2 separate regions of the Cyprinus carpio genome follow, and region 1 is linked to region 2. The links are chromatin contacts, called in public Hi-C maps. All regions are on one chromosome and are shown on one strand. The core of a region is the stretch at or near the end of the contact, and the rest is flanking DNA. Distances in the headings are between cores, read along the strand shown.

Region 1 (4,779 bases), core at 2,116-4,615, 41 kb after region 2:
CAGATAAAGCTGTGAGGGGTAAACAAGCTCTCTGTGAATGACCAGGGGCCGGCATTCTGGGAAAGTCACAAAAACACTTTCCTGCCGTTCACAGGATTAACAAGCATCCCTTTCTAACGAGACAGACAACATGTCCTGTGAGTACAAAGAAAGAGTCCAAGTGCTGTAGACAGCACTGTCAGCAAAACAATCAGTGCCTCCACTAAAGCTACACTTATGTTACAGGCCTTAAAGGGACAGTTCACACAAAAATGAAAATTCTGTCATCATTTACTCACCCTCCAGTTATTTGGTTACCAACATTCTTCAAAATATCTTCTTTTGTGTTCAACAGACGACAGAAACTAATACAGGTTTGTAACAAGTGGCGGTTGAGTAAATAACAAGAGAATTTTCATTTTTGTGTAAATTTTCCCTTTTTTAACTCAAATCCAATATTTTGCTATATTTTTCTGAATGCATCAAGGAAAAAGAATAAAACAGCCAAAGGAGCATTCGTCAGTAACTGTGTTGACAGCGGTTATGTACAAGAAAGTGGCACTACTGGCAATGAATGACGCTGATTGTAATGTGCACCTGCACAGTGATGAATGAGGTTAAAGACATACATGAACTGAAGTCTAGGCTGAGCTCTTTGTAGTGATTTTCAGCTGGTTTTGCTTCAGAGCCCAAATTTTACATAAAGTGATGAACCAACAATGTTTATCGAAACAAAATAGTTTAGCAAAAATTAACAAAACTGTTTTTAAAATCTTAACTTTAAAGGGTACACCGAGATCATTTTAATAGCTATTTGTGCGTATACACGTTCTATCTTGTCTTTTCAAATAAAATAAAAAAAAATGATAATAGGAACATGTTTAACATGAATGTAATATTAAGTAAAAATATTATAATCATAACTGCAAGTGAACCTGAACTGAAAGTCATCTACTGAAAGTGTTTTCTTTCAGAGGCGTAGCTTCGTTCATTCCTTTCGAGGATGAGAGTATGTCACCCAACCTGTTCGTGCTGGCATCTGGCTGATTTGGTTAACTTTTACCAAGTGATACCTGAAGAGTTTGGACTTTCAGCCTTTGACATCAGCAACAAATAATATGGAAAGCAATTTATCCTCCCTTAAAAAAGCTGATTGAAATACAATTCATTACATTTTATTGTTTTCATTTAGCACTGTTTTCTTTCTTGCTATCCATGATCCTATCAGAACAGACCAAATGAGAAACACTCTGTCAGATCTAGGGTGAATAATTGAAGTAATTAGCCAAAATCAGATTTGAAAATGATTGCTTAGAATCACATCTGTGCTGCAGATATGGGCCAATTCCATCTGTAGTGTGAGCATGTTTAGCATGCACTTAATGACCCCAGCATTTTGCCTAGTAACCACAGCATGTGACATCTTGCATACCATAAGGAAGCCTGGCGGAAGGTCCGGTGCCCAATACTCAGGTTACTTTGGACCATGGACATAATAGCAACACAGCTATCAACACTGGAGAAGAAAGTTCCTAATGCACAGTAAAGAATTCTAGGTTTTGCATTCAATGTACAAAAAACATGAGAACACCTCTATACATATACCTAAAATGAAAGATTGACCAGACCATCTACACTCCATTCAATCAAGATCAACTTGTAAAGTTAAAAATAAATCATGTTTGACAACCCAGTCAAAATGATTAAACTAGAGGAAAGTTCATAACTGTCTTGAGGTGAAAATAAAAATAGGTTAACCCATCTATATTTAACACTAAAACATTCAACATGACATAACCTTAACCTAGCCATTCCGGTCTGGAGCCTTGCACATTAATCATACTATTCACACTCCACGTGATGACATCTTGCCTCTTAGGATGAGATCGTGATTTTCAGTATAGCCTAGTATCAAGACTAAAATGTGAGTTTTTAGAAAACCACTGCCTTGATTAGACTGTAATGTCACATGCTGATGAAAACTGCCTTTCAAAGTAACACGACATCATCAGTGTTACTCTTATTTGCATTAAAGAACAGATGCAGATGCATCTGATTGCTAACAGTGCAAAGATAACAGATACATTATTCGTCCATTCATCATAGGGTGAGTTTAGATATCAGCTGGTCGCAGTCATTGTACAACACAAAGCCAATCTAAATGCTACCATAACTTAGATTGATCACACGCTTTCTCATCACCACCTCCTCATCATCATAAGATATACAGAACCCTTCCTAAAACACTTGCTGACCTGGTGACCTGATAAATGCCACAATGCACATCTATGAACTGATACATACAGTTACTGCTAATAAAAGAATTACTGTTTGAACCATTTCACAGTTACCTGACGTCGCTAGGGGCGCCATACGGCAATTTAGGTTACAACTGCATTCAGACATTTACTGACCGAAAAGTTGACCCCCATTAAAGTAAGTGAACTGTACAAGTTCTTACCTGTAGTTCACACCAAGCAACCTCCACGGTGGTCTCCGTATCCAAGCCTTTGTAGACTGTCTTAAAGGACCCCCTTCCGATCTCAATGTTGAATTTCAGAAACCTTCCATCAGGGGAAGTCGCCACAGCTTTAGTCTCAACTTCGTCTTTTTCCTCCTGCTCGCGTTTGCGCTCAAACGGGGCTCTTGATAAAACAGCTTTCTTCTGGGTGCTTTCTTCATCCGAGTCCGAGCTGGCATCAGCCTCCTGCGCGCTGGGCTCCTCGGTGGCCCAGGTATCAGCTGGCCGCGGGTCCGAGTCTTGCGTCTCAGGTGGAGAGCTGGAGACAGGTGACATTGGAAGAGGAGCGTCTGTCTTTTTCTCATCGTTGGCACCTTCCGATAAAATGTTGTCGGCTGACCACGAAAGAGTTTTTGTCAGAGGTGCGATGCTCTCCTGGGGCTCAACGTCCATGCTGTGGAGTTTGTTAAACCTGTAGGCATTTCTCCTGGAGTTCGCCGAGTGTCTCCTCCGTCTGGGCGGCATGCGCGCTGGGAAGAACGAGTCCGCGTCAAAACCAGCAGGCAAACTCGGGAAGCCAAGACCTGCCATGTCAACCTCAGCTTGTGACATTGTAGTAGATATCTGTGTAGTTAACATTAGAACTGCAGCGCATAATGTAGTGCATTACATTACATTGTCGTGCCCCATAACAAGAGTTCAAGAACGAACTTCTCCAAGAGCGCAATGCAGATAAGCCTATATACCCATATATTTAAAAATCAAAGCGACTGTAAAATAAATGCGAGCGCAAGTTAACGTTCTGTATAAATATTACGCAGCAATCAACTGTAGGTTAATAATTCGGATATCAAGGCATGACGTTCGAGCGCGTCCACGGAGCGCACGCTGTGGCTTCGATTTCCAAGCACAAGTGTCTAGTACGCTACGCTGCTGTGCTAATCTGGTTGCTCCTCCCCGTGGAAAAACACCTTAGTAATTAGTCTGTGAGGGACCACAAACAGTCAAGCTACAATGCCAGAAATGCAGTCCCTCACGTCTCAGAAAGATTACAGATGTCTATTATGGCAAGCTGTTGAAACATTTATTATTTAAAACTTTATTATTCTATAATTCACAATTGTTTTTAATAACTAGTAATTATAAAAATGACAAGTATCTTTCACTTTCACGAGGTTCACTGGATACCTGGACTGGTTGCCGAAGTGACTATATCTCTTCAGTTTATATTTATTTACAATAATAATAATAATACTTTTTTGATACAAGCATCTGTAACTGGGTAACAAATTGCAAACTTGTATCATTAAATTCCATGAGGATCATAAATAAATATAATTCCAAAAATAAATAAATAAATAAATAAACCCAGACCATTTCAGTTCACCCTCAAATGTTGATATGCACAGATAAAAATTTAGCAATTTATTACTAAGATTAGCAATAACTAGAACAGATTAATAAGTACTAGTGAATAACTGAATAGAAAATGTACTAGAATATAATGAATAATTTCTAGTGAGCTGAAAATATCAGAATTACTATTAGCTAAAATAAACGCAGAAATAAAAATTCTATAAAAGACTTCAGTTTTAAGGAATAAATGTTGAAACTTCTTGCCACATTACTTTGGGTTTGTCTGTTGCAACATCATTACAGAGTCAATAAGTTAAACTCAGTGCAGGGAACCCCAGATCTTTGAAATCATGAAGCAGTGAATTCAAGAAACGGCTGCTTAATTCAAATCCAAAGTATCAAACCTCCCCATTTAAAAGTGAATAAACTGAACAGATGGAATTATTTCTCTGCAGTTCCCATGAGATTGATTAGTCAGAATCCTTAATGACATTCATGTAATTATTCAAGCTTAAAACTGTCATTGTGCACTCAGAATGATTCAATCCTGCTGCATTCCATTAGCCTGAAGCACATTCAAGAATAAAACTGTATATTTAGGATGAAGTGGACTAAAATAATTTTAAGAATTGGTATGTGATCTGTCATCCGCTAATCTGAATATTGGGTAGAACATGTCCCCCTCAGTGTGGTCGTGACCCCACGATCATGTTACAGTAAGTAGCTAGTACATAACAGAAACTAATAATAACTGATCAGCTGATGAGCAGTATCAGAGTTGCATAAACAGACATCAGATGTAATTAAATCCTCTGCACAGCATGTTGATATAAGCTCAGACGTGTGCCGCACTTCCATACACATCACTCTAGCTAAGACATAAACATGTTGTATTATGACAATACTACATGACACATGACAAATGTTCGTAATGGCTTCATGTGACTATTAATATTATTCCGTTCACATACAGCATGCATATT
Region 2 (4,920 bases), core at 1,503-4,002:
ACAATGACACTGGTGTCAAAGCCTGGTCTCCATGGGGATAGGTGTTCAGAAAGCCAACTGAAGAGTGGGATACATGAGATATCGAGATAAATAGGCATGGAAAAGTACTCTGAGTAACAATGACACAAGTGAAAGATTAAAGAGCGAGACAGAGAGCATGTTCATTATGACACCCATCGTACACTGAACGTCCCCAAGAGGTCCGGACTGTACTGATTGTCTGTGTGACAGAACATAGCGCTCATTACCTGGAGAGACCAAAGATGATTGGTTCTGATAGTGGTGATATAATCTGAATTTTGCTTCATGTTACAAATCTAAACATACGTAAATCTGATTACTTAATACAGCAATTGACAGACTAATGTATTTTCAGACACCTGAGGTTGTGCAAAAGCAGGAAACACTAAAAAAAATAGACTATACAGTTGTTTATCAAAACAGTATTTTGGAATACAAGCTTTTATTGAATAGCATGAAACAATGGAGCAATAATGACCTATTTTGTGAAGAAAAAAGACATCTGCTGGGCTTGATTCAAGTTGCATGATCTAACAAGTTTATAGCTATGCTTTAAGTTTCATGTAGATTAATTACCATTTGGATGTAAATGTTGAGTCTCATCCTCATGTAAATTAGATTTCAGCATCAAGTTTTTAGTAAGTACCACTGGTAACCATTTTATGACTTTATGGCCATTATCAATAAAAATTCTCATTGTGGTTTAATTTAGGGTAGAGCTGCTTAGGAATAATATGTATTGTAAAATGCACAGCGCACAAATTCAAGGAAAGAGAAAGTGATTTATTGTTGTACCTGTAGTGTGGAAGGACTGTGACCGCAGGGGCCGGACGGGTGGAACGGCATCGGGATCAACATAAAAGTCGGCGCTCAGTGTAGGTGAGGAACCCCGGGTCACTGGCCCTATACTGGGAGCAGCATAATCTGAAGGACATATAACAATAAAGTTATATCATGATGTGCACTTTTATAATTTTTATATGCTCTTTGCATTTTTAGATTTTAATTAATACATTATTTAGTGCCTTTATTATGATTTTGTATATGATGAGTGCATGTGGTCAGCAATCTGCATGTGTTTTTTTTTTTTGTTTTTTTTTTTTTTTGTTGCATGGAGGAGGGGGGGAGTGTGTGCGAGCGAGGCCCTGTGTGTGGAGATTGGGCTGTGGAGAAAAACAGAGCACACGTTGGCATTAACGTCACCATCTAGAAAAGAGACCAAGTAAGGACCACGTGTGAAAAAAGATAAGAAGATTGTTACACAAGCACAAGTGTACAATCACACTGTTGCAGAGGCCTTTCTAATTAATGACTGTTCAATATTGATGACTAACTACTCTTATTTCAATCATTGTAAGGAACACACTGTGTCTTTGTTCGTTAATTGTCTCTTACATCTGATGACATCAGAAGATTGGATTTCTGAACCACAACATATAAAATCCCAAAGTAAACAACTGAATTCCAAACCCTCGCCAGACACACACATAAAAGTTCTTATATAAGCAATATATAAACATATTCAAAACATTTTTGCCACAAACGTTTTGTCACCATTTGGACAATTTCATACTTTTTGCCTTCATATGATCAATTAAATTGAAAATAGTTTTTAAATAAATTTTTATAAAATGCTAAAATAGAGTAGATATATAGACGTATTTATAATAATTCTCTCTCTCTCTCTCTCTCTATATATATATATACATATCATGTAAATATTATAATAAATATATAATAATCTAAAATTCTTTTAAATGATAAAAACAGTGGATACAAACCTGTGAGGCAGACAGTGAGCCGACTCCGCTCAGATAAGGCAGACGAGCGGTGTCTCTGGGGCCCAGTGGCTCCAAAGGCTCTCTCTTCATCAGGGCCTCCGCTCGACGGATGATGTCCCTCATGCGGTGGATGAATCCCTCTCTCTCCCCAGGTAGGATAAACTCATTATGTACCTAAAAGGGGTGCAAAGAGACAGATAAGTTAATTAGGTTGATATAATTTTGAGTCATCTTGCGTGCTCTTTTGAGCAGAGTTTCTTAATGAGTTCAAAGGTCTCCTTCAAAGCTACTGGAATTCAATATTGATGCAGAGAACAAAGACATGTACTCATTATGTAGCGAAGGGAAACACTACTGTCTATATTTAAGACTCCTAAATCCAGTCTCAAGGCCACTGGATGATCAAAACAACTTTTAGTCACAGCTAACACAAAGAAGCCAAAGAAAGCAGCTAACAAAAGTTATTTTCAGTATCTCTACTAAAAACACACTCACCTCAGATTCAGATTTTTTTGGTGCCTCATATTAATACTGAACTTAACTTTCTATAGCATCTTAAAAACATTCTGCCAATTGTGCAACTGAAAAACACAAATCCATATTACCGCAGAAAAACACTATAGCAGCCAGGGATACAAAAATTACACATTCCAGTGATTTTTAGCACTAATTGAGAATGTGATGAGCACAAACCAGTTCTTTCTTCTGTAGGCTAAAAATATTGTGTAAAATATATGTGAAGTGTCAATGTGGACATATGAGATGTTTTTTTACTGTTGTTTTTGGATGTTATAGTGTAAAACGTTTTAGATGAACATATGAGAGAAATTGTGCATAGGTTTTCCACTGTAGGTTTGAGGTTGCAGAGTTTGTGCAAACACAGAAGCTGAACCATCAACACTTCTCACGGTATAATGCCATTCTCACAAGGAGTGCTGCCTTATCTCTGTCCATGTGTCCTCTTTGACCTTCATAACTTTCAGTTTACAGATTATTAGAGGAGTGCGTGGAGACTAGGAGCGATTGTAAGTGATTGTTTTACATTTTCCAATAAAAAAGACACTATGTAGAAATTGTATCTATTGATAGAAAATCTGTGAATCCAGTTCTGTGAAATTATATCACCATGTGTTTATATATATCCTCTCGGAACAGATATAGAGGAAGGATATATAATTTTTTTTTTTTTTATTTTTTATTATTTTTTTTGAGCGTGTTGCTTGCTTACCATCACTGCAGCAATGTCTTCTGGGTTGTCTCCATCCAAATCGAATTTAAATGTCACCATCTTGCTGTTATGGGTCTGTAGTTGACACTCTACAACCCGATCCACTTTATCTGACAGCTGCATGAAGAAAGACACAGGTAGGGAATGTTTCGTGAGCATTTATCTGCGAGTATATCACAAAAAGGCAATTCATTTTTAAAGCAGTTATCCATTTTTTGAGTTTAGACATGCTTTCCGACTCTAATAGACAGATGAGTCACCCCAGTGATGCGTAGCCGTGAGCGAGCCCTCTTCCTGAGTAGCTTGGTTCCTGTGCGTTTGTTCTGACCTTTCCCGCCTCTCTCCGAAAGACCCTCGTTTCCATCACTCAAACCAGAGGTGACATCAGAAGCATAGCTGTTCCGAGAGGAAGGATATAAAACACATGGTGACATTCCGACTTCCTGAATTTCACAGAACTGGACTTCACAGAAAGTTTCTTTGATCAATTTACCACTAGCACATAAAGGCCAAGTAATTTACCACAAATCTTCTAAATCAGGTTGAGCTAATTGAGTAAGAAGCAACAGCGTCCTTGTGTACCCATTTGACCATATGCTACCTTTGCTTTGCCTTCATCTGGCTTTCTACAGAAATGGCCTTCAAGGTAAATTGCTCCCCTGAGCTAAATCATTACCATTAATGCACTTACCACTAGGCTATGTGCTGTGTATGTGTGTGTCTATATATGAGTCACACAGAAAAAGCACTGCTCTCCACTGGAGCACTATGGGCACTGTGGGTAAACGTGGCATGATGTTGGTCAGTTGGTGAGTAAGATTACAGCTCTCAAAGCTGGGATCAGGTCCACATTTTCTTGACGTCAAAACAAAAGCCAAATCCACACATACAGTGGGGGAGGTTTTATTTTAATGGCAGTCTTGTATAGGACTGAATTTGCGTTCATAGGTTAAGACCAGGCTGATGACATTGCAGGGCATTTAAAGTGAACATTTTTAGACAGGTGTCCCATGTTTAGTGTATAGGGAGCAGTCAACACTGTGTATGTAATTTGTTTTTTTTATATGTTTTAATGTGGACATGTTAGTATAAAAAGATTGGCTGTTGATGGCTGGGCCCTCTCTGTGGTTTGGGACACAGCAATGCTCTGTGGGAGGCATAGGAAAACAATTAGCAATGTAAATTGTGACAAAATAACATTTTATTTTATCATATAAAACGGTAAGGGCATTTTAGGGGCTGCCTGTCTGTTATAATTTTTGTAGTATCAGTCAAAAGGAGTCTGAAATCTTGCATTTCCGTAGTTACATGCACTACCATTCACTTACGCTCACCAAACTTGCATTTGTTTGATCAGAAATACAGTAAAAACAGTAATATTGTGAAATATTATTACAATTTAAAATGACTGTTTTCTATATTCATATATTTTAAGTTGCAATTTGTTCCTGTGATGGCAAAGATACATTTTTAGCATCATTACTCCAGTCTTTAGTGTCACGATACTTCAGAAATCATTCTAATATACTGATTTGCTACTTAAGTAGTGTTTCTTATTATTATAATCAATGTTATAAACAGTTGTGCTGCTTAATATTTTTGTAACATTATAAATGCTTTTACTGTCGCTTTTGGGTCAAGCTTTTAATTGTTAGTGTTGGTTGGATAATACATCCTACAGTCATTAGTGTTCATCATTTTAAGCATCTCATGCCCACTGGTAACCTACCGATGGGAAACGGAGTGCTGGGATCTCTGCAGCTGGAGTGGGTGGAGCTTCAATGGGTGAGGTTTCCACATGAGGAGCTCCACTGGTTTGTTGTGAAGCTGTGGAGGCTTGGTTTGCCACAGGAACTCGAGCTTCTGAAGGATCCTGAAGCCCAGAGGAGC

Evidence for each region. Hi-C and Micro-C count contacts between places; a contact is called where the count stands out from the background.
Region 1: a Hi-C map of liver shows a contact between it and region 2, with 3 times the contacts expected there. The contact joins the promoter of LOC109105485 here to the enhancer-like site in region 2. A contact is called at or near these places in 5 of 8 Hi-C or Micro-C datasets (liver, red blood cells and skeletal muscle).

What each region holds. Positions count from the first base shown.
Region 1 is chrB3:31,477,333-31,482,111 of ASM1834038v1, forward strand. It overlaps LOC109105485 (serine/threonine-protein kinase WNK4-like), which reads right to left and starts at 3,366. Exons shown (of 19, transcript XM_042720767.1): 1 at 2,441-3,366. The coding sequence starts at 3,079.
Region 2 is chrB3:31,437,424-31,442,343 of ASM1834038v1, forward strand. LOC109105485 (serine/threonine-protein kinase WNK4-like) reads right to left here. Exons shown (of 19, transcript XM_042720767.1): 8 at 4,760-4,920; 9 at 4,120-4,177; 10 at 3,291-3,442; 11 at 3,031-3,147; 12 at 1,803-1,976; 13 at 1,133-1,184; 14 at 817-945. Among protein-coding and RNA genes, the nearest start is that of LOC109105485, 41 kb to the right of the region's middle. Within about 2 kb of position 2,753, at least 1 of the 8 cell types and tissues checked has an H3K27ac peak or open chromatin away from gene starts, as enhancers often do.